Regions from separate parts of the Canis lupus genome. Here region 1 is linked to region 2. Evidence: chromatin contacts called from public Hi-C data. All regions are on one chromosome and are shown on one strand. Each heading gives the region's core, a stretch centred on a gene start, on an enhancer-like site or on the middle of the called end of the contact. The rest is flanking DNA. Distances are from core to core; before and after follow the strand shown.

Region 1 (4,976 bases), core at 193-2,692, 71 kb after region 2:
AGCCAGCCAGGTACCCCTCCTTTGTTTATGGCTGAATAATGTTTCATTGTGTGTGTATGTGTATACATATATACACACACATATATATATACACACACAATACATATATACACACACAGATATATACACATAGGTACACACAAACATACATACATGTATATGCATACTCCCATACCCACATACATATGCACGCACACCAACACACACACACACACACACACACACACACACATACACACGCAGACATTCCCGTACCTGCATCTCAGGGACTGACCACTCCATCTTTCCAGTTGCTTAGACCAAAGACCTTGGAGCCAGACTTGACTGTTCCTGGAATGCACCCAGCCTCTGCATTTGCTCTTCCTCTGCCTTGGAGGCTCTGTGCTCAGATGTCAGCAAGACCTGCTCTCGGTTTCATCTGGTCAGATGTCGCCTGCTTGGTGAGAGGTCCACGGCCACCCTTGATAAAACGGCTGTCTCCCTCCTGAATTCTCTGCCCCCCTGCCTGGCTTCGTCCTCTTCCCAGCCCTTTCCACGGTGGAGCTGCTCTGCGCCTTTCGGCCTTATTTCCTGTCTCCGACTGGAGTGAAAGCTCCGTGAAGGTGGGGATGTTTGTGTGTTTTGTTCACCACTTGTCTTAGTTTGGGTTCTCCTGAAGGCTGATGCTGAGACAAATGCCTCATACAGGTAATTTCTTTGGGAACAGGGGTGAGGAACAAGGGGAAAAAAGGCAAGGAAGTAGAGAAAGCTAATGCCAGAATGTGTAATTGCCTCCCATGGTGGTGGGGTTGCTAACTCCCTTGGGACCCCGTCAAAAGGCTTGGGAATAAATTCTCCACCTGGGGATGAAAGCGAGAGATATTTCCCCATCAGCTCCCAATAGTCAAGAGCGGCCCACAGGGATGAGCTCCCCTGCACATTAGATTGTGCACACCTGAGTCCAAGCAGGCATTTTAGGCCCATGGCCCCAGAGCAGGCTGGAGGTAGGTAGTTCTGGACAGAACACAGCACCAGGGGGGTGGGGGGACTTCTGGGCTCCACTGTATTTCTAGCACCCAGCCCAACTCCTGACACACAGTAGCAGCTCAGAGTGGTTAAAGGAGGGGGAAGAAAGGAGGAGCTGGGGACATATGCTCCACGGGGAGATAAACCCCAAGCATCCCCTTCATCCACACACTGTGCCAGCCTGAAGGAAACCAAGACTAGTTTAGTAGGTTGTATGCCAAGATGCACTGCCAGCAACCCCAAAGCCTGGCTCCTTCCAAGTCCCTGCTCTGCCTACCACCCTCTTGGGGCCTGGGAAGTGCCCAGAAATAATATGGGGTCGCTGGCTCTGGCACCGGGTCCTGGCTCCCCACAGTCTGCGAGCCCCTGAAGGAAGCCTGTTTTGCAGTCCTAAGAGCCCCAGAAAGGCCGAAAGCACGTCTTGTGTCACCTGGCAGGGCTGCGTGTGGCCACCAGGTGGCGCCGCCGGCCGCTGCTTGAGCCCAGCCCTCGCCCTCCACCCGGTGCACCCCTCCCAGCCTGAGTGGCCCAGCTGGGGAGCTGGGGCTGCAGCCAGGGCGCCCCCTCCCCGGTCCCAGGAGCGAGCCTCAGGGTGAGGGAGCCTAAAATGCCATAGGTGCCCGCATAGAGCAGGCGGTCAATAAATAAACGGTTGTTAAGTGACATTCTGTGAGGCTGGCATAGACGAGATTTTCCAACCCTGTTTTATAGACTAGGGAACAGAGGCCCGATGCCAACCCTAGTAATTGGTTATTGTTGTCCACATGCTTAGTGTATCTTCTTCTTCATCCTGTTTAGTTGTCTCCCGATTTGCAGATGAGGACACCGGGGCTTAGAGAGACCTGGTAGTGGAATGAGGGGAAGAGCCAGGGTTTGAAGGGCTGCCTGCGTCAGAGGTTCCAGTGCCTCTCCCTCCTCCAACCCGAACAGGACCCCAGGTGAAGGACCCCTCCCCTGCCCAAGCAGCAGGGCCTGAGCACCCCTCGCATTGCAACCACCAGAGGGAAGCCTCTGCCTTTAGATGGCCACGGAAGGGCCTGGAATGAGCCTGGGGAGGGTGACCAGGTCACTGTCACCAGGTCACATGAAACCATTCGTGTGAAGTCGCTGCCCTGTGAGGGCTCGGCACCCAACCGGGTTTGGGGTCAAACCCTTGCCCCTTGTACTGAGCAGGCTAGGCTAACAAGCGACAGTCATAACATAGTGGTCACTGAGTGTGTTACCTATTTTACTGATTTATTTTTTTATCTGCAGTCTCTTCGGCTCACGGGCTGGATTTTGCTCTGTTTCCTGCACTGCTGTCTCCCCCATGCTTAGCCAATGGTGCTTCGTGCACGGAGGGTGCTCTGTCAGCAGGTGCTGGCTGAGAGAAGGGAAATGGCCAGGAGCATAGGGCATCTGTGCTGGACAAGCTCCTAGGACTCAGTGGGCCCTGGGCATTCCACACGCGAGCCCCACAGGGCCAAGGGCTGTCAGCCTGGTCAAATCTATGTCCCTCTTAGGGCTTCTCTCTCTCCTCTCCAGAGGGAACATCTAAGGGACCTGCCAGATGTAAGGATGCTCTTTAACCCCACCTATCACCCTGCCGATGGCTGCACTGTTGCCTCCCACTCCCTGCTCCTGTGTCCTTCCCTACATGTCCAAAGTAAATATTTCATAGCTTCCTCTCCCCTTTCCAATACCTAATGAAAAACCTGGGTGGCTACAAATAAAAACAGTACCTGTATCAACTTAAGAAATTGAGCCTGTGCCAGAGACAGATCTTGTAGCAGCTTCTAGCAAGGACCCAGATTAAGTTGCCATTAGTGAGGGGCTGGTTGGGGCTGGGCCACCTGGATGGAGTTTTTTGACTGGCTTAGCCATCTTCCTGATGCTGACCTGGGCAATGCTGGGGAGCCTCTGGAGCAAGGCAGTAGAGGTCCCTTCAGACCCATTTGGACCCTGTGGCAGCAAAAGTGGGTCTCAGAACCAACTGCAATGGGAAGAGCTGCCCAATCAGAGAGGGGAGAGTGGGAGCAGGAGACGCTCTCATGCAAAGGCTCCCAGCTCATGTTGCCGGGAGGATTAGCACGAGGTATCACACCCAGAAAGGGAACCAGCATGTGGAGAATACTGACCAGGGCATGATTGAGTACCACACACCCCAACATCTCCCACCTTAGATCAGTGAGGAAGATTCCATCAGGGTCTGAGGGTCCTGTATGGAAGTTGGGGCAATCCAAGCATCTGACAAGGACTGAGAAAGAACTCTTTGTTAGAGGAAGAGTCCTCAGGGGGAAAATATGGGCCCATAGAAAAGGATTCAGCAGAGAGGAAAGGGGACAGGAGGGTGAAGGCAATATCGTATCATCACTGTAGCTCTAACACCTCACAAACTCATAGTAGGTGCTCAATAAAGATGGAAAATAAATGCATAACCCAGAGGATAATCTTCCGCAGCAACAGATTTTACTGGCAAAATTGGAATATTTGTAATATTCTAATATTCTAATATTCAGGCTCCATGTAAGGTGCAAGAGAATACTTCTTCTATGAAGTAAGGGCAATTCATGGTAAGAGACTGTGATGAACAAAAATATGGTGGCTGGATTAGATTTGAACTGGATGCAATAGTGGGTCAAACAGAAAGCATAAAATTCCAATGAAAGATACAAAGGACTGATGGAGAAACATTTCCAGGATGCAAAGAAAAAGCCTAAGGACAGAGCATTACTGAGAAGACAAGGATGAGGGCCACAGAAGGCTCACCTGAGTGACAGGCATTCTCTGCCTTTCACCAGACATGCTCGCATGGGCACATACACAAGCATGTGCACACAGAGGATGGGGGTGGGAGGGGGGAATAAAGGAAACAGGCAATAAAGTTATAAAAAAAAAGTAAACTCTTGATTGAAAAAAGAGAAAACCCAGTAGAGTTAAAATGTGTAAGCTGGGGATGCCTGGGTGGCTCAGCGGTTGAGCGTCTGCCTTCGGCTCAGGGAGTGATCCCATACTCCGGGGATCGAGTCCCACATTGGGCTTCCTGCGAGGAGCCTGCTTCCTCCTCTGTCTCTGCCTCTCTCTGTGTCTCTCATGAATAAATAAAATCTTTAAAAAAAAATGTGTAAGCCGTATGGCAATTCTTCCTAACTTTCCTCACTGCTTATAGAGAGAGTTATAATATTTATGAGTTCCCTGGGTAAGGGGTAAAGACACCCAGGCCCTTGGGCTTCAGGGACCAGAATCCCAGTTGCCTGTGCCTCCCACCCCAGGCCTGCTTGTGCACCTTGGAGACACTCACATATGTGTCCTGGGAGCACTTACAAGGACATTCCTTGCAGCACTGTTTGTAATAGTGAAAAATGAGGAAAATCCTGAGTGTTTACCAAAAGAGAGTAAGAAGACACTTGATGCTATGGTCCTGCAGTGGAATATTACACTTGCACTGAAAATTAAGGAACCAAAGCTCATGTATTAGAGCTCAGAACAGCTTCATTTGATAGTTCAGTGTTAGGAGATTTAGCTACAGTGTAACAATAGATGAATTTCAACACCGATTTCTTTATCTTTTTTTAAAAAGATTTTATTTATTTATTCATGAGAGACAACGGAGAGAGAGGCAGAGACATAGAGAGAGAAGCAGGATCTCCATGGGGATCCTGATGCGGGACTCTATCCCAGGACCCCGGGATCACGACCTGAGCTGAAGGCAGATGCCCAACCACTAAGCCCACCAGGCATCTCTCAACACCCATTTCTAAAAGAGAAACTCCCTCCTCATGAATTAAAAAGGTCGTAAACCTTTATGTGCTAAACTACATGACAGTTAAATAAGCAGAGACTTCTAGAAATACAAATAGAACTGAAAAATAAGGAACTGAAAAAAACCCCATAGTCACGCTGGTGATCTAAATACAAAGCTTTCAGAATTTGACAATTCAGTAGACAAAATTATGCAAGTAAGTGGAGGATCTGAATAATTACAACAAGAT
Region 2 (5,270 bases), core at 1,052-3,551:
TGCGGCTAAAAACATGACTAATTTGGTAAGCTTTCCAGGCATATATGAAAAGGATGTATGGGGGCACCTGGGTGGCTCAGCAGTTTAGTTCCACCTTTGGCCCATAGTGTGATCCTGAAGACCTGGGATCGAGTCCCACATTGGGTTCCCTGCGAGGAGCCTGCTTCTCCCTCTGCCTGTCTCTCTGCCTCTCTCTCTGTGTCTCTCATTAATAAATAAATGTTAAAAAAAAAAAAAGGATGTACGTTCTTTATTTCTGATGTTAAAAATTCTAAACATACCTATTAAACTGAGCATGTCCATTGTATTACTTAATCCTCTGTATTATGAGTGTTGTTTGCTTGCTTGATCTGTTGTGTTGTTTAAAAAGTATATTAAAATGTCCAACTATAACTTTTCATTTAATTTATCTGTAGGGGGGATCCCTGGGTGGCTCAGTGGTTTAGCGCCTGCCTTTGGCCCAGGGTGTGATCCTGGAGACCCGGGATCGAGTCCCGCAACAGGCTCCCTGCATGAGGCCTGCTTCTCTCTCTGCCTGTGTCTCTGTCTCTCTGTGTCTTTCATGAATAAATAAATTTAAAAAAATGTATTTGTAGGCCTAGGAATTTTTACCTTAATATTGTATATATCTTCTGTATTGTACCTACTATAAATGTATAATATTATTTGGTGCATTACTTACAGATTTGACACAGACTTTTAAGTTCCATAATAAAGTACTTGGTCTTATTTCATGCTTTTGGTCCCATATGTTGCATCGATATTATTGTAAGTAGAGGCCCCAAACCTGTCCTCGCCCTTGGAGATACAGGGGCTCCTTGTGGCCTTGGGGCTCCTTCAAGTGTCCCCTCCAGTCTCCCTGGGAGTGAGCTGGCGATAAGGGGTTGCAATCAATGCTCAATCAAGGAAACTGCAGGATTCACTGGAGCCAAGTTTCTAAAGGTTTTGCTTTTGCTTCATGCCTGGATACTTTCTGTACAAACAAATGTTGGAAACCCAGGTGTGGCTCGTCTGTTTGCTAAAGCAGGTCTAGTAGGGTTTCTCCAAGGGCATTCTGTTGGTATTTTGTTTTATTTTTTTAGGTAGGCTCCATGCTCAGTGTGGAGCCCCCGGGGCCTGAACTCAGGACCCTGAGATCAAGTACAATTTTAATTAGAGTAGTGATTTGCAACAGCAGATTATGACTAGTGTGGAAACAAAGGGATAGCATAGAAAATGTAAGAATGCATCATGCTGTGAGGGTGGGTGGGTTTTGTGCAACTTTTGCTCAGTTGTGTGTTTTGTATCCAAGCTGGGCTGTAGTGTAAAATAATCCCTGGGTCAAATTTAAGAATGTATGAGCTCTGCTGAATTGGGGGATGTTCTAGGGAGCCGCTGATTTGACCTCACAGGACAGTAAATGTAAAGGAGGATGAGATTCTTAAGGGAAGAGTTCCATGACTCTCTCCCCACCTAGCTGACTTAAATTACCAGGCTCCCATGGCATTTATGATGCTCTAGAAGTAAACAGTAGCCTTAAGCTGCCAGTGGTCTTAACCTAGCCCCGCTTACCTGACCCCCTAGGAGACTAGCCTGGTTCTCTGCGGTCATTGTGAAATGCTCAGGCAGGGTGAGCAAGAGTCCCTTGGAGTTGGAGGGAAGCTCCAGGTGGTGGAGGAGAAGAACCCGGGTTCTGGTGACTTTGGGCACGCTCTCTGAGACTGACTCCTTCCTGTCTTGTGTCCCACACAAAACTCTTCTGATGACCCCCCTCGGGTGAGAAGAAAACAGTCGTTCAGTCAACCCATGTCTGCAACAGAAAGCGGCATTCTGCTAATGGAAGGCCTTTTGTTTTCTGGGAACAGGGCAGACAGGGATGTGGGCAGGGCAGGCAGACAGTAGGCGCGGCAGCTGAGCTGAATTGCTCGGAAACCAGGAGAGAGGAAGTTAAAGTGACCTGAGGGGAAAATACAGGAAGTGGGAGAAAGATGTCAGAAAATCTGGGAGAAGAGCATTGACCCCTCCCCGGTGACTCCACCAGCTGGTCATCACATCCCCTGGAAGCCTGGGGATGGACAGGTCCATGCAGTCTGAGATGGAGTCCAAGCAGGGTCAGCCCACATGGCCAAGGGGACAGCTGACTTGTGGCTTCCATGTCTCACGAGCAGCCACCTGTGCCCAGCACTACCCCCGGCACCCTGATACCATGGTGGTGAGATGGTCCTTGCCTCATGGTGCCCACAGTCCAGTGGGGAAGGAGGGTGATATCCAGGTAGGTCTGGAGGTGGCAAGAGCTCACACACGTGGATGAAAGCACTTTGTAAACTATGAAGTGTGGAGTCCACCCTCCAGGGCCTCTGGGGATCCCACAGCAACCACACAGGGCAGGACACGGCTTGTTCACCTTCCTGGCACAGAGCCCCAGATGCATAGATGTTTCTGGAGTGTAAAAGCTTTCCATCTCTTCTTTGATAGCTTGGTCCAGCTCCCCACTTCTGTGTCCCCCAGACCCATTCTGGGTACCCTCAGATTGCCCTGAGAGCTGAGTTCCTGGGAGGCCCCCCTCCCCCAGCAGCACCCTGGGAGCAGCTTCTGGGGGCAGCCACCCTGCCCTCCTGAGTGACAGGTGGAGCTACTATGCAGCCGTGCTGCCTGGGCACCCTGCCACTCCCCGTGAGTCATGTAGGCTTGGCCCAACACCCCAGCAGCCAGTGTTCCCAGGCTGCCTTCCCAGAACGCCTGGCTGAGCCCCAACGGGGCCAACCTCTGCTGGCAGCCGGCTGGAAGACCCTTCACCCATCAACGCTCCCCTAGACCAGCCCAGAGTCTCCTCTACTAGAAGGGCCCTCACTGCCACCGCAATGAGGGAGGAGAGGGTGGGAATGGCATTTTCTTAGCCTGTCAACCCTCAGCTCGCCCACTTCAGAGAGGCTATTACTTAATTGGAAAATGGGCAGAGGATAAAAACAGGAAATTTGTAGAGCTGCAAATGACTAATCAGCATATAAAAATACACTCGACTTTGCTAATTATCAGGGAGATGCAAATGAAAATGAGGCAATGTTTGCCTTTTTACAAAAACGTTTTATTGTGCAAAATAGCACGCATGTGGGAAAGCGCACAAGGTGTAAAGACACAGCCTTGAGCAGGATGCTGACCCTCTTCCAGCTGCATTTCTGTCCGTGAAAGGGTTGGATACACTGACGACGAAAGTGCCCCCCCCACTCCATGCGACCCCCCCCCCCCCTCAGTTCTGCTTTATGGCGAAGTCCCCCGGGTGACATATTTCCCTGGAGAAAATGTCCTAAGCTCAGTCTCTGGCCGCATCTACTGCTGCCTCAGGGCCCTGACAGACGGTTCCAGAAAGTTTGGAAAGAAAGCCAGCAGGCTGGAGGTGGGTGCCAGGCCCAGGCGGCCCCTGGGCTGTGCAGAGAGGGGAGTGGCTCTGGTGGCCTCTCCCTCCTACTCCTATGACACATCCTCAGAGGGCTCTGCTTGAGTTTCTCTCACCACCAGCTATTCCCCTCTGAACAGGGGGGAAGGCTGGAAAGAAGTAGGGGGACCAACTTATCCTGCTTTTGCGTGGGACTTTTCTGGTGTTAGCGCCTGAACCTGCACCCAGGAAACCCCTCAGTGCCAGGCAAACTGTCATGGTTTCAGGGACTGTCCCAGTGTTCAGACCTTCGTGATGGTTGATGATCCCAGAAAGAAGGGACAGAGAAAGGAAACAGATCTTGCTGGGGCATCCATATTTTTCCCCCCCGAGGGGTCCAGATGGCAGAGATCAGGAGGGAAGGGAGCCCACCATCGTCAGTGTCCCGGGGTTGGAGCATGGTGAGGATCCTCTCCCAGTTACCTGGGGAGCCCAGTGGGAGCCCAAGGCCTGGTGCATCTGCATGGCTGGAGCTGGGGCTCACATTGGCTGCAGGTGATGAGGTGAATGGGCCAAGCCTCACACCATCCTCGGGAACATGTAGCCTGTCACTTGCTGAGGAATGAAGTCCCAAAGGCTCTGCCGACACACCCAGAGCCCAGGCTTGGAAGTCAAGTTATAGCGGAAAGGACTGGACACCTGCTGGTCTCTCAACTCAGGAGAACCCCTCCTACCTTCTTCTTAAAACAGAGCCCCTTTTCATACAGGCGGGCTCTCACACTACATCGAGGGGCAGGAAGTTCTGGGGAAAACTGTGATCATATTGAACTTACCTTTGGGTATCTTCCTCCTTGCTTCTTCCACCTGTCTCTCCCCCACCTCCCGTTGCAAATCATGTCAAGAAATGGGCCTTCTGGCTCACACAGGCCCTCCCCACCTGGAGCCCAGCACTCCGACATTGAATGCTCCCCTGGGCTGCCCTTTAATCGTGCATCCATCCACAAGCCAGAAGCAGTATGCCTTCAGAGCCTGTCCCCTCCCCAGAAGGCTCATGAGCCACTAGCCAGCTCCTGGGATGGCAGCCTCGACTGACCATTGGCTGTAAGACCCACCCACTAGCCAGATCCGGGATTCTCCAGCTTGGTTCTCTGGGTTCTGGCCAAGACCGCTCTCTTTAGGACTCCAGAGATGCCCCTTCTGAAGGCCAGCAGCAGTTCCTCCATAGGCCCTGCCCTCCTGTGACACCCATCAGAGGCCCAGAAGCTGTGCTGAAGAACGTGACTCAGGCCCCACCCCCACTCCCCAACAGAGCCTCAGAGTTGGAGGAGTTCGCATCACACTCAAGCCTTTCCACACCACTCTCTTTTTTTTATTTTTTTATTTTAAAGATTTTATTTATTTATTCATGAGAGACACAGAGAGAGAGAGGCAGAGACACAGGCAGAGGGAGAAGCAGGCTCCATGCAGGGAGCCGGACATGGGACTGGATCCCGGGTCTCCAGGATCACACCCTGGGCTGAAGGCAGGTGCTAACCGCTGAGCCACCTGGGCTGCCCTCCACACCACTTTCAAAGTCTGCACAGGGCTCCCCGGCACTGCACGGCTGTGCCATCATTCAGTACTAGTTCCCTATGACCGGCCAGTTAGGCTAACATCTCCCTCCCCCAACTCCCTTGCACTCGCATACACACCCACAGCTGCTCCTGAAGATGTCTGCTCTGGCTCTCTGGTCAGCAGCAGCCTTGCTGTGGGGGCAACAGGGGACACCAGGAAGGAAGGCCTGGGCTGACCTCTGTGGGAGGAAATATTTGCATAACTGGTATAGGATCATGTCTCTAGAAGGAGGGGTGGGGAGGGGCGTCTAGGACAGGTGGTTTGGTTCCCTCTGCCCAGCAAAGGAGGCAGGAAATCCCCTGAG

Evidence for each region. A called contact is a pair of places that touch in the nucleus more often than the background predicts.
Region 1: a contact with region 2 is called in a Hi-C map of skin fibroblasts, with 2.3 times the contacts expected there. The contact joins two enhancer-like sites. A contact is called at or near these places in 4 of 9 Hi-C or Micro-C datasets (amygdala, blood, liver and 1 more).

What each region holds. Positions count from the first base shown.
Region 1 is chr4:21,335,034-21,340,009 of UU_Cfam_GSD_1.0, forward strand. No RefSeq gene overlaps it. Among named protein-coding and RNA genes, the nearest start is that of NEUROG3, 40 kb to the right of the region's middle. Within about 2 kb of position 1,443, at least 2 of the 20 cell types and tissues checked have an H3K27ac peak or open chromatin away from gene starts, as enhancers often do.
Region 2 is chr4:21,263,065-21,268,334 of UU_Cfam_GSD_1.0, forward strand. No RefSeq gene overlaps it. Among named protein-coding and RNA genes, the nearest start is that of TSPAN15, 11 kb to the right of the region's middle. Within about 2 kb of position 2,302, at least 6 of the 20 cell types and tissues checked have an H3K27ac peak or open chromatin away from gene starts, as enhancers often do.